Linked DNA regions of Sus scrofa: regions 1 and 3 are each linked to region 2. The links are chromatin contacts, called in public Hi-C and HiChIP or PLAC-seq maps. All regions are on one chromosome and are shown on one strand. The core of a region is the stretch at or near the end of the contact, and the rest is flanking DNA. Distances in the headings are between cores, read along the strand shown.

What was found. A called contact is a pair of places that touch in the nucleus more often than the background predicts. HiChIP or PLAC-seq counts read pairs in DNA pulled down with a chosen protein or histone mark.
Region 1: a Hi-C map of liver shows a contact between it and region 2, with 4 times the contacts expected there. The contact joins the promoter of CCDC110 here to the promoter of TLR3 in region 2. A contact is called at or near these places in 1 of 5 promoter capture datasets (liver), 19 of 47 Hi-C or Micro-C datasets (alveolar macrophages, brain, embryonic fibroblasts and 11 more) and 1 of 2 datasets of contacts at active chromatin or transcription factors (skeletal muscle).
Region 3: a contact with region 2 is called in an H3K27ac HiChIP or PLAC-seq map of alveolar macrophages. The contact joins the promoter of C15H4orf47 here to the promoter of TLR3 in region 2. A contact is called at or near these places in 3 of 5 promoter capture datasets (fetal liver, fetal skeletal muscle and liver), 1 of 47 Hi-C or Micro-C datasets (skeletal muscle) and 2 of 2 datasets of contacts at active chromatin or transcription factors (alveolar macrophages and skeletal muscle).

Annotation. Positions count from the first base shown.
Region 1 is chr15:46,501,510-46,506,185 of Sscrofa11.1, forward strand. It overlaps CCDC110 (coiled-coil domain-containing protein 110), which reads right to left and starts at 2,167. Exons shown (of 7, transcript XM_021075584.1): 1 at 1,897-2,167. The coding sequence starts at 1,906. It also overlaps a transcript of C15H4orf47 not described here.
Region 2 is chr15:46,962,680-46,967,513 of Sscrofa11.1, forward strand. TLR3 (toll like receptor 3) reads left to right here and starts at 3,583. Exons shown (of 8, transcript NM_001097444.1): 1 at 3,583-3,636.
Region 3 is chr15:46,469,407-46,473,789 of Sscrofa11.1, forward strand. It overlaps C15H4orf47 (chromosome 15 open reading frame, human C4orf47), which reads left to right and starts at 1,483. Exons shown (of 8, transcript NM_001190210.1): 1 at 1,483-1,618; 2 at 3,649-3,825. The coding sequence starts at 3,726. It overlaps UFSP2 (ufm1-specific protease 2), which reads right to left and starts at 1,210. Exons shown (of 11, transcript XR_002339221.1): 1 at 1,124-1,210.

The sequences.
Region 1 (4,676 bases), core at 917-3,416, 460 kb before region 2:
CAGCGTTCTTTTGGTCAGCACTAGGGAATGGATCACTTGGTGACAATTGAGTGTCCCTAAGAGGACAGAGAGAGGAGAGGGCACAAAGTCACCCTTCCTAATTTTGCCTTTGTTTTACGCAGGAGATCCCTGCTGTCCTTGATAGAGCATGACTTGGGATATCTCTCACATATGGCATCCCTGTCCTTATGCTGGCTATGCTCTAGCACGGAAGACCGGAACTCTTACACAAGCAAATTTTGCATGTAACTTCTATGAATGCTGGCGTTTTTCTCTAGGGCTTTTCATCCTGCTTAGGTTCCAGAACAATCACATGGTCTTGCTAAATTAATGTCCCTCAGTTTCTTCTGACCTTAAATGCTCTCTGAAGTGCTGAGTTGTCTCAGTGTCTAAACTCTCTGGGAGGACTTTCTCCCCAGCTGGAGCTTTCCATTACCCTCCTATTGCACAGGGACACCGGTGGGGCTCACAAGATTGGAGAGGGGGTGGTCAGCACACTGTCCTGCTGGCCTCCACTAAGGTGTGGCTCATCCTGGTGGTCCCTGGGCCTCCAGTTGTCTTGTGTCTTATCTGTGAGGGTGTAGCTGCTCCAGCCCTTCTTTTGGGGCCCTTGACAAGACCTATATGAAGGTCCTGGATTTGGGAAGGTGGCAAATCCTGTGCTGACCTCAGGTCTCCACCTCACTGCTTTTCCTGGCACCTCTGCATCTGGGTCACCTGCATGTCCCCTATGGGCTGTGAGCAACTGTCAGATCGCAACCTGGCCCATCAGTTTAGATGTCACCTTCTGCCCACAGTACTCTGCTACTCCCCTGGAGTGTCATGCTGAACACCAGCCCCCTCTGAGGTATGTAGCCTCCTAAGGCTTCTTTCCAGGGAATGAGACTTCAACTTCAGTGTTCTCAGATCCCTCCTGGCTGGGTATTTACACACATCTTATTCATGATTTCTATGGAGCTTAAAAACTGCAGCTCTTTTAAAAAAAAAAAAACTTAATTTTTCTTTTTTTTAACAAAATAGGACGCTCAGCTGTGTTTCAATCTATTATTTAACATTTGGGTCTTTTTTCCTTTAATTTTTTCTTAATTATAGTTGATTTACAATGTTCTGTCAATTTCTGCTGTACAGAAAAATAACCCAGTTATATACATAGTTATATATATATATATAATTTTACTTTTGTATATAACTATATATATATATATATAAAACAACCTCTCTGTGCCTGTTTCCCCACTTGTAATAGGAGGAAAATGGTAGACTGACTTCATAGGGTTGTGAAGATTAGATAAGTTGATAGATTAAAGTGTTTAGAACAATATCTGGCACAAAGTAAATGCCAGATAGCGGTGTTAGTTTATTATTATATGAGTAGTTAGTGGAACTACACCAGGTGGGCAGTGGATTTAGGCAATGTACTGGCTGCCTGTAGTAAAAGGCAGAAACTTCACTGCCATCCGAGCCTTGACCTGGAAGGTTTTACCTTTTTCACTGCCACCATTTTCCTTTACCCCTTCAGAGGAATTTAGGATCTTGGACGCTGAAAGGAGAACGCAGGCCACCTCATCCTCTTCCTCAGGATGCTTTTCTGTTGGGAGAAGAGGCAAGGCCTGGGGATTCGGGACGCGGGAGCCCTGAGCCGCCACCGGAGGGCGCGCTGGAGCCACGCTGGGGCGGCGGGACTGGTGGCTCCCAGACCAAAGCCAGGCGGGCTGGGGGAGGGAGGCGGTGCTTTCCGTCCCGGGGTGAGCGAGCTGTGCAGCGAGTCTGGAAGATTCGCTCTCCGGACAGGACCCGTGTGGAGGGAGAGGCGGCTGGGGAGGCGGCGCCCTCCACTACCACCGGTCCACTTCCTAGACCGTCCCCCCAAGGGCCGGCTCCCGGCCTGGCTCTTACCTGGGCTCATTTCTGTTGCTCAGGCTCTCTTCCCAACCGACTTCCCTAACCCCTGGCATTCTGCTCAGTTGCTTCTGGCAGCCTGTTGCTTGGTAACGTGGTGGCCGGGACTCCTCGAGCGGCAGTGGCCCGCGCCTGGGTGGGGGATGGGGGAGGAAGAAGTTGCGAGTTGAAGTCGCGGGTCCGAGTACCTGATGTTCGCCCTGCTAGAGCTGCGCGGTGGGAAGGTCCCAGCTTTGCTTTGCCCCCCAAACCCAGAGGCAAGTTCATTAGGACGTTTCTCCCCTCCCCTTTCGTCTCCCCTGCTGACCCAGAACTTCATCGTGAGCAGACTCTTGATTAACACAGTATCTGTTAGACCGAAGCTGTGTGGAGAGAGGGGAATGTTTGGGGACACACAACCCCCCAGGAACCTCCCCTTGTCTGATCGCCATTTCGTTGTTTTATTCTGTTCTTGTTTCAATGCATCCCTCCGATTAGTTTCAGCGATTGGGGGTTCAAAGGGTCCTAGACCAATATTGTGAAAGGACTTATGTTTGCTGTGCTTAAAAGAAGACCCCTCTTTCCAGTAATGAGCTTAAGATAACTTGAAATGTACACAAACGGAGTTCCCGTCGTGGTGCAGTGGTTAATGATCTGACTAGGAACCATGAGGTTGTGGGTTCCATCCCTGGTCTCGCTCAGTGGGTTAAGGATCCGGCATTGCCGTGAGCTGTGGTGTAGGTTGCAGACATGGCTTGGATCTGGTGTTGCTGTGCCTCTGGCATAGGTCGGTGGCTACAGCTCCGATTAGACCCCTAGCCTGGGAATCTCCATATGCCGCGAGAGCGGCCCTAGAAAAGGCAAAAAGACAAACAAACAAACAAAAAGTACACACACATTAGAGCTGTCGCAGAATAGATCTTCATTTGTAGAACATGCTGATTTCCTATACACTTGGATAAACTGCCTGCCAAAAGATGGATGTTGTGCTGAAAGCTGGAGCTTGTTCAGCTGAGAACTGGTTGGCATGATGTGTCAGTCAAAACTTAAATAGAGTTCTTTAAGTAAAAGCTTTAAATGAGTATATATTATTTAATCTTGTGAGAACAACCATTACAGATAGAATATAAAATAATTGAAAATTCAAAATTTAAGACCCATAAGTTATGGTTTTATGAACTAGGATAATATTTCATCTAAATTTTCCAAAAGTATAGAGGAGGTATAAATTATTAATGCTGGAACTGGAAGTTCTTATTTCCTGCCATGGTGTCACACATCACCTGTACTACTTTCTCATTGTGGAGAGGTTTTCTGTTTCATTTGCCTTCATGTTAGATAGATGGGGGCACATTTCCTGTCAGATATGCTTTCTCTTTCCGTAGTTGTTGGCAGTCCAACAACTTCCCTGAAAATGTCTGCTTTATTTTTTATTGTGAGCTTCATTGCTAAAAGTTGGAATTAAAATCTGTACTGCCAGTTTTTTTTTTTTTTTTTTTTTTTTTTTTTTTTAATCTGTGAGTCACAATATTTCAGAATCTTCTAGTGGCTCCTCTTAGAGAACCCATTTTCACCTGTTGACTAACAGCTGCAGATTCAAGAATCTGGAACAAATTCAAGAGCTTGCACAAAAACAAGCTAGTCAAATCTATTCTTAGCAATTTATTACCAGACTAAAATACTTTGTTGTTTTTTAGCTTCAGAAGATCTTTTTAAAAATCTGAGATCACAAGGCTATCATTAATCATAGCTGAGATCTGTAGTAGTGTGAAAAAGTAACCAAACCACTCCTAAAATATAACAAATTTGGGCAGTTATCATAAGGTCAGTGCTTTAGTCAGAGAAGCACTGTGTTGGTGACTTAGGAAGTCTTGGATGGGTAGTGGGCCTTTGACAGCTCAAAGGCTTGGTGCAAATGCATATCCACAGCAGGCTTCCTCTATGTTTCTTATAGAATTAGTTTTAACCTAATTTTGTCTATATAGGAGATGGAACCCCACAAATCACTAAGAATAGCCACTAGCTTTGGCTCTTAGGAATTTGATTGCTGCTTTAAGGGGACTTATTAACATCAGTATAATGGGGATTCTGAGAACGTGAGTTGATGTACCTGTATGAAGTCTAGTGTGCTAAGGGATAGACAGAGAAATATCAGGATAGCCTGAGAAGGAATAGATGTTAGGGAAAGAGATATTTTTAGGATGGTGTGGAGTACTTGAGCATGCTTGCAGGCTGAGACGAGTCGGAGATTCAGAAAGGCTGGGTGGGAAAAATAAGTTGGAAAGAGAACTTGAGGAATAGAGCATGGGCATGGGTTGGATGAAGAAGACAGAGGGGCTCACAGTCTTTTCAAACTCGAGAAGTTTTGGCCATTCTTCAAAGGTGTTGGAGAGCTTTCCTCCCTCTGACCAAGGCCTGAGCAAAGGGGAACGCATGGCATGTAGGTCAGATAAGTGCTCTGTTTGTGGAGCTCCCTAAGGGTATGTAGGTGTTTATTGGTTTGAGTAAATAGAGCAGTCAGAGTCTCTGTAGCTTCTTCAAGACTTTAGTTCAGATTGAAGTATGTGACCCTCTTCTTCCTGATGCAAAGCTGCTTTATGCTTTTTTAGATACTGAAGAAACTGCACTAATTCAGGCCACTCAGTCACACATTAGTAATAACAGTGTGTTTCTCTTGCTATATAAAGATACTTAGAATATGTAATGAGTTTTTGTAAAAATGATTTTAATTTTGTTTCCATTATAGCTGCTTTACAGTGTTCTGTCAATTTTCTACTGTACAGCAAGGTGACCCAGTC
Region 2 (4,834 bases), core at 2,333-4,832:
AGGACCCTCATATATCCCCCCAAAACTGAACTCAAAACTAATGTCTAGACATCAAGGGGTCAGTGATAGCAGAGGCTCCTTTTTTTAATGCTTTCTTGACCCAGTTTTGAGGAGGCCCTTATGGGGGGCCAGTCGGCTGCTCTTCTTTTTTTTTTTTTCCCCCAGGCTAGGGGTCCAATCGGAGCTGTAGACCCTGGCCCATGCCAGAGCCACAGCAATGCAAGATCTGAGCCGTGTCTGCGACCTACACCACAGTTCATGGCAACACCGGATCCTTAACCCACTGAGCGAGGTCAGGGATCGAACTCTCAACCTCATGGTTCCTAGTCGGATTCATTAACCACTGAGCCACGACGGGAACTCCTTAGCTGCTCTTCTTGAGGAGATGCTCCCTCACATCCCTATGGGGAGCTCACACTCCAGGCCAATGTTGCACCAGTAATTCAAACAGAAAGGTTACCACTTCTTTTGATGATGTTGAAGTGTACATTCAGCTCTTACACAGGCCTATTTCTAGGTAGAGAATAAGGTTCATCTTTTATGCAGACTGTAAACCTTTGATAGCAGCTTTCTGAATGCCATTAGGTTTATGTGCTTTATTTCCAAACCTTTAGCATAGTAAACCTTCCCCTCCTCACTTTCCTTCCACTTCTACTTCTCATTTTTAAAGGACCAGTTCTCTTATATTCTTGGCATAAATCATCCCAGACACAGATACAGCTTCCTCCTAGGAAAAAAACAGGAAGCATATTCAAAAGCAACTACCTGTCCTTCCCAACGGTGGACTCTCTTTAATATTCCATGTTGATTCAAAATTTGTGTGATAAAGTGGAATTCCATCGGCATGAGCATTAACTCTCACCAATGATCAGTTCAGTGCGATTGCAGTAAATCTTTAACTGTTTTTGATACTTTGAACTTCCTTGTATGGCGTGTGATTGTTTAATGGTTTTGTCTGACATTTATGACTCCATTCAATGGCTGCCCACTAGCCAGCAATCTGTTCATACTTAATTAGGATGTTTAAAATGTAGCATGAACGTGAAGTTGGGTCTAGAATTTTATTTTTTATATTAATAAATGAATATCAAATTAAGGGGGGGAGAGAGTGGGATGGACGGGGAGCTTGGGGTTGGTGGCACACTGTTACATTTAGAATGGATAAGCAATGAGGTCCTACTGTACAGCACAGGGAACTATATCCAATCTCTAGGGATAGACCATGATGGAAGGTAGTATGAGAAAAAGAATGGACATATATGTATGACTGAGTCACTTTGCTGTACAGCAGAAATTGGCACATTATAAATCAACTATATTTTAATTTAAAAAATAATAAATAACATAAAAAAGTTTAAGACATAGAGTTTGAAGAACCCTTCAACATTTCATGAGGCAGTCAGTGAAGGAGAGTGAGACCCCATTCACTCGAATCCACCTCACAGATTTATAACAGCTGGAAGAGATCACCATTTTTCATGTACAGTTACAAAAATAAAAAATAAAAAAATAAAAAATAAATAAAAGTTCAAGTTGAGCTAGAAGCTCTGTGCATCGAATATTGCTTTCTTTTTCAGAGGGGAAGTTCAAGTTCAGTCCTGCTTAGTAGATGTGAGTGAGAGTAACAGGAAGGACAGTGTTATTCCTCTCTCATTAAGGTTCTTGCTGAGTTTGTTGTCTGGTGGGCAACTTAGAGTCAACCAGCTGAAGCTCAGTGTGCTGATATAGAAGTGACGCTTGTAAGAGGGATTGTACCTTTACTTTAGAGAAAGATTTCAAAAAAAGAGAAAAAGAAATGCCTTCTAGAATTTTAAACACGACAGAGCAGGACTGTGTCCTTTCTGAACGGTGGCTGTGAAGGAAGACCAGTGAGCACTTCAAAACGACTGTCTATCCAGAGTTCCATGGTGGCTCCAGGAATGAGGATCCATCTTTGTCACTGCAGTGGCTCAGGTTTGATCTCTGGCCTGGGAACTTCCATATGCTGTAGGTACAGCCAAAAAAAAAAAAAAAAAATTTGCTGTCTAACTAATTTTCTAAAGCCAATGTAACTGGTCTTCTAGGTCCATAATATACTTCTCACATTATAAACCCACGGCAAGGTTTTTTGGGAATCAGAATTAACATATCATATTATATTAGTGTCATGTGTACAACATAGTGATTTGATATTTATATGCATTATGAAATGATCGCAATAAGTCTAGTAAGCATCTGTTACCATGCAAATTTCCAATATTATTGACTATATTCCCTATGCAATATATTTATTTTGTAGCTAGAAGTCTGTACCTCTTCATAAAAATAAAATGGGGATTTTGGTTTTTTTTTTTTTAAGGGCCACAACTGGGGCTTATGGAAATTCCCAGGCTAGGGGTCGAATTGGAGCTGTCAGCCGATGCCACAGCCACTGCAATACGGGATCTGAACCATATCTGCTCACAGCAACACTGGATCTTTAACCCACTGAGCAAGGCCAGGGATGGAACCCGAATCCTCAGGAATCCTAGTCAGGTTCATTACCACTGAGCCACCACGGGAACTCTGAAACTTGGTCTCTTCTTTGATCAAAAGGTTGATTTCTGGGAGTTCCCGTCGTGGCGCAGTGGTTAACGAATCCGACTAGGAACCATGAGGTTGCGGGTTCGGTCCCTGCCCTTGCTCAGTGGGTTAACGATCCGGCGTTGCCGTGAGCTGTGGTGTAGGTTGCAGATGCGGCTCGGATCCCGCATTGCTGTGGCTCTGGCGTAGGCCGGTGGCTACAGCTCCGATTCAACCCCTAGTCTGGGAACCTCCATATGCCGCGGGAGCGGCCCAAGAAATAGCAACAACAACAACAAAAGACGAAAAAAATAAAGAAAGAAAAAAAGAAAAGGTTGATTTCTGGAATTCCCGTCTTGACTCAGCAGTAACGAACCTGACTAGGATCCGTGAAGACAAGGGTTCCATCCCTGGCCTCCTCAGTGGGTTAAGGATTCGGCATGGCAGTGAGCTGTGGTGTAAGCCAGCAGCTGAAGCTCCAATTAGACCCCCTAGCCTGGGAAATTCCACATACCCATGCCGCAATATGGCCCTAAAAAGAAAGAAAAAAAAAAAAAAAAGGTTAATTTCTGCATTATTTGTCTTCACAAGGTTGCTAAGAATGAGATAAGTGAAAGTTCTTAGCTTTGATAAGGAATTGAGGTTATTTTTTTTTTTCTGTTCCATTGACTGCACTCTACTAAATGCTGACAGTCACACATCAGACTTTGTTTAAAAAAAAAAAAAGAGGAATTCACTCTCAGATATTCATTAACCTCCTGAGTATAAGCCCGGCCCACATCAAAGGGTGAGGTCTTAATCCTTTCAACTTTCTCTGTTACTAAACCTGTGACCTTTTAATAAAACCCAAAGGGACTGTACCTGAAGAAGATAAACAAGGCATTTTAATGGTACAATGTAAAACACCTCCGGCTGAGATTGTGGGTTTTTTTCCTTTGTCCTTCTTAGACGGTACCAACGTGTTTTTTTTTTTTTTTTCTTTAACTTTAGTTTCACTTTCAAGATTGCAGCAAACTTGCCACACTTCCCAGATGAAAACGACTGGAATTGGACTAAAGAAAAAAGGAATGGCCAGCTGTTGTCAGAGTAAATGAAGGTAAATATTTTAATCTCACTGGGATAGGCTCTCTCATATTTGGTAAAGCTAGAAGGCACGTTGGTTTTAGCATTCTTGGCTCTTTTTTTGATCTGGTGCTTGAGATCTAGTCAGAATCATTCAGCAAGGAGAGAAGAAAAGGGAGGTGAGATGGGTGGGGAGAACTCTATCCTAACTCAGAGGACAAGCGACAGTAATTAACAGTAATTAATGAACTTCTAATTAACGTGATAAATCATTTTATGCAGTGTTTTTTTTTTTTTTTTTTCCTTTGTGGTGTTCTATAACTGGGAAACATGTTTGGGAAGTGATGGAAATCAGTTTGCCACAGCCTTTTTAAAAAAAAAAATCACATTTTGTCTTAAAGATACAAAACCCCATGGGCTGAACAGAGTTTATCTCCTTTCTTGGCTGGAGAGGAGTTGGGAGCTGGCATTTTGTCATGGGCTTGACAAGGAGAAAACACTTCAGGTGTTCCTAGGTGTGAGAAAATGGCTTTCTTTGGCGTCAGAAAGGAAAATGGAGGAAGAGGAGACATGGAAAGATGTGCAGATGTGTAGAAAGGTCGGAAATCTGGATAAGTGAGACTCATGCAGTCTTGGTTTCAGGAATCTGCCTCCCAACTTTACATTAGGATTGCGTGTTAGTGTGTGTCTGCGTATAGGTTTATCTGCATACATTAGGGGAGAAATCCTGTGAACTTACAAACCAAACTGTACAAGCCAAACTGTCAATGTGATTGACTCTAAGCAGCCTGACTCCAGACAGCACATCCAACCATGATGCAACGTTGTCTTTCACTCGAACAATGAAATGTGTGAGTAATCTGCTTTTCATCTCTTTTAAGCCTGCTTTGTTTCTGTTACATTTCATGCAACATCAACTCTTCACTCTCATTTCATTCTCTCCCTGTGTTTTTGTTTGTTTCACTGAAGCACATTTCAGGATAACTTTTCACGCAGGTTGCCTAGAGATAAACTTTCTGAGTCTGTGCATATCTCAAGATAATTTTTAACCTCATCTTTAATCTTTCAGCTGGATATGAAATTCGGAGTTCGAAATTATTTCCCCTGAAAGTTTTGACAGCTTAGCATGATTGTTTTCTAGTGGCTCATATTGTTGATGAAAAGTTCTGCAGCTTTCCAGATCTTTCCTTTGGAAGTAATTGAACACATGTTCTCCTCAGAAGGTTTTAAA
Region 3 (4,383 bases), core at 233-2,732, 500 kb before region 2:
TAAGGATCCAACACTGTCTCAAGTTGCAGCGTAGGTCACAGATGTGTCTCAGATCCTGAGTTGCTGAGCTGGCAGCTGCAGCTCTGAACTGATTCGACTGACCCCTAGCCTGGGAACTTTCATGTGCCACAGGTGCAGTTGTGTTAAAAACAAGACAAAACAAACTAAAACAAAAAAACCCCACTTAAGAGGCCAAAGTGGATGGTTGGATCTGATAGTGTTAGAGTAAAGGAGTGACAACTGAGGCCGGTTCCTTACGATGTGATTACTGAACAGATGTTCAGGAGTTGAGAAGAGAGAGATGTCACGGATGATTTCCAGGTTTTTGGCTTGAACAACCAAGTAGTGGAAGGGCAGCACAATGAACTGAGATGGGAATCACTAGAGAAAAAGCAGGTGTGGAATGAGGGGAGGTGGGAATGGTCAGCTTTCAACTTGCTGAGTTTGAAATACATATGAGCTACTCAAGTGGGGATACATTTAGTAGTGTGCAGGTCTGAAGCTCAGAATAAACATCTAAACTGAAGATATAATTTTGGAGAGGAGTTCCTACTGTGGTGCGGTGGGTTAAGGATCTTGTGCGGCCATAGCTGCACAGCTGTGGCACAGGTCTCAGCTGTGGCTCGGATTTGATCCCTGGCGTGGGAATTTCCCTATGCCCAGGGTGTGGCCAAAAAAAGGTTTTTTTGTTTTTGTAGAAATTATAGGGCGTAAAGTACTTAACACCACATGATTAAAGGAGCTGGCTGAGCCATCAGGAGGGAAAACCAAGAGTGTGTGACATCACAGCAGCTAAGGGAATAGACCATTTGGAAAGTTACATCTTCCCCAGGTCCAATCCTTTTTCAAAACCCTCAAAAACCCCTAATAAACAAAAACGCCTGGTTCGCAAACTGCATTCACAAGTAAAAGGTGGAGCGCGTAGTCAAAAGTGGCTGCGCTGGGGGCCAGGGCCAGTTTCCCTCCGGCCCTAACTAGACAGCCCATGGACGAGATAGCCCAGGCCACTGAGTCGCAGCTGCCACCAAGACGCCGGCGGGACCAGTTCTTTCAAGGGCTGTGGAGCGGTACTAGTGAAGCCTGAGAGGAAAGGCAGTACTCGGTGACGAGAAGGGGTACTCACCATAACTGCTACGTGGCCAACACAGAGGACGCCCGCCTACCGCGCAGAACGCTGGGCCGGAAGTGGCGTCATCGACGTCTGGGCTTTGAGAAAGGCCGACTACAACTCCCAACATTCCCTGCAGCATACGTCATGGACGTACCACTCCACCACATCTCGCGGATGGATAAAGAGGCGGGAAAGAGAAGACTCACTTTCGGACAGTTGTGTTGACTGCGTCATTCGTATCCTACAGACACTCTCACGTCTTTCTGTGAGGTTCTCCAATGGGGATTCTAACCTTTACACATCCTCCGGTAGCGTTCTTGGAATGGATTCTCCCGTAACCGAGGCAACGTCCCAAAATAAACCTCCTCGCAAAACTTGCTGGGTTGCTGAGTAGCAAGGGCCGGCGCGGGAAGGGCTCTTCCTGAGGTTGCTCGTGGCTCTGGTCGCTTCCGCAGTTGACTTGACCCGGGCTGGAGCTGGGACGTCTGATCTCGCTTCTCGGATTGGGTACCCTTCTTAGAGGTGACTTGGTCCTTGGGGCCCCCAGGTGTTGTCCTTTAGATACCTACCTACTCTGAGCCTCCGTTTTCCTAGTGGGACGTCATTTTGTTCATCACCTCAGCCAGAAGTTTACTGTTCCTCTGTCCCACCTCACCCCCCGCCCCAAGGCACTTTATCCGTAACTTTCGATGGGAACTTGCTGTTCCACCCTGTTATACTTAGTTAAGTCTTGTCTACTGCTCCCTAGGGTCAGGATCTGTGCATTTATTTAAAATCTGTTTTCCTAGCTTGTACCACAGCCCTAGTCAGAGTGGCTTGCAAACTGTGAAATCATTGAATGAATGGATTTGTAAATGTTGCTCAAGAAGAGTTAAGCAGTGCAGAAAATGCAAGACAGGGACTCCTTTTCTATCCCTCCCCGTCACCCCCGCCACCCTGTTTCCTTTCTTTATTTTTTTTCATTCTGGTAAGGAAGAACCTCCTTCTTGGAAACCACAGTTCAGCGGGAAAGAGTTGTTGGTTAAAGGATCCCTACAGTGTAACATAATCCATTAGTTAACCATGGTGAGGGGTTGGAAAGAGTAGTAAAGAGAAGAACGTGCCGCTATGACAGAGGGATTTAAAGAAGTGAGGAATGAACTAAACAATTAGAAGGATCAGTATTAATTGGAGGAATGAAAGCGGTCTGCATAGTGGTACCTGGCTAAAGTGAAACAGCATATGCTAGGGTCCTGTGGCTGGAGAGAGCCTGACTTGAGAACTGAAAAAGGACAATTGGAACCCAGATGCCATGGAGGGGGGCGGTTCCCATGATGACAGATGAGGGCGATAGTGGCCTTGATAGAACCATTTCAGGATTTGAGCCTTTAAGGATTTAAGCCCCTGTAGCATCACAGGAAGCCTTTGTGGATGGTCGGTGAAGATGGAGCTTTGAAATCGATGCAAATCGAATTAATACACTCTGACTGACTTTTAGGTTTGTTGTTTTTTTTTTGCCTTTTTCTAGGGCCGCATCCGCAGCCTATGGAGGTTCCCAGGTCAGGGGTCTAGTCAGAACTGTAGCCGCCAGCCTATGCCAGAGCCAAGCAATGTGGGATTCTAGCCGCATTTGAGACCTACACCACAGCTCAGGCAAGGTCCTTAACCCACTGAGGGAGGCCAGGGATCAAACCCGCAACCTCATGGTTACTAGCTAGGTTCATTAGCCACTGAGCCACGATGGGATCTCCTGACTTCTAGTTTTAAAGCATACCTGCTCAGAGGAAGAGGTAGGATGCAGGGAGAGAAGGAGATGGGCCACAGTTCCAAATAGGCAACCTTGTTTAGTGGCATTGAAACATCTTCAAAATTTAAGACAAAATTTCTTAGCTTGGATTATAACGTACATCCAGTGCGTATAACTAATTGGTGTTAAAAAATATTACAGTGAAATAGAGGCAATTGTTCTTAGCTCTTTGGTCATACTTTTTAGAACGTGTCTAATTTAAAAGCAGTATATCCAAATAAATAATTATATATTTAGTGTGATATTTCATAAAAAAACCTCAAAAACAATAGGGTAATACCTAGGTGTCTTGTTCATTCTGAAAAAGGAAATTCTAGTATTTAATATGAGGGACAATGTAGTATGTTGACATAATTTTATCTAAACTCAATATATCTGCCTTATGTAATCAAGTTCTTTCAATCTACTTTGAACTTCTCAAAAGAAGGATTTATTTACGCAGTATTTATCCCACATTGTACAGTAATAATTTTATTATTTTGGACAGATGAATGGCAATGCAACAGATACACATTTCTTTATAACTTATGGCTGCTTTACCTGGAGAGTCAAAGGGAGGGTTCATGGTGATAACTTTGAATCCCTATTATTCCTGCTCAGGCCCACAAAGTAGATTCTTTCCCCACAGAGTTTGGGACTCTTGTTTTATGATATAACTATGTGCATGTTAACACTCAGGCTGAAAGTAATTTGGAGTAAAATTTAGTAATCACCTTTCCCCTAAAAATTTTCCCTGTATTTTTCAATGTAGAGTAGGAGTTTTGTTATAAAAGAAGTGACACTAAGAACCCACTGAAGTTACAGAGCATACCACCTCAAGAAGTAACCATGCCTGGGGAAGGAGGGAAAACTGATATGGAGAGAATTGGCCTCTTCAGTGAGATGGAATATGTTACTGTTGGTGATAAATATGTGTCACAATTTAATCGTAAGTATATTTGGTTTTCTTTACTGCTTAAGAGTGGTTATTTTCTATATGAACATGTGTTTAGTATTTGTTAAATGATATTTTTTAATGTCTGGATTTTTAAAGCATTAGAGTTAAATAAATTTTTGAAATTTCAATAGAGTTAAATAATTTTATAGGAGCAGGGAGACCATTTTATTGGGCTATCCTACCTTCATGTATTCTTCTCATAGATAATTTTATTTCTTTCCAAGGTGCATGGGGTTTCTTCCCAGAATATTTTGTTTTTAGCTTTTTTGTTTCTTAGGATACTTTACTATGCAGATAGCATTTGCATTTGAATCTGAAAAGGCCATCCATGATCACTTTCTTGAAAAATGAAATGCTGAATGAATAGCTGAGGGATTTTTAGGAGAGTCTTAAAAAAAATAAGAACAACACACTGATATGAGACATCTCTAAGATACATTATTAAATAAGAAAGTCAAGGATGCAGAATAGTGTATGCGTATGCAAAGCATTGAAAATGGAAGAGAATGTACATGAAAATATTCACTGGAGAGTGCATAATCATTCTTG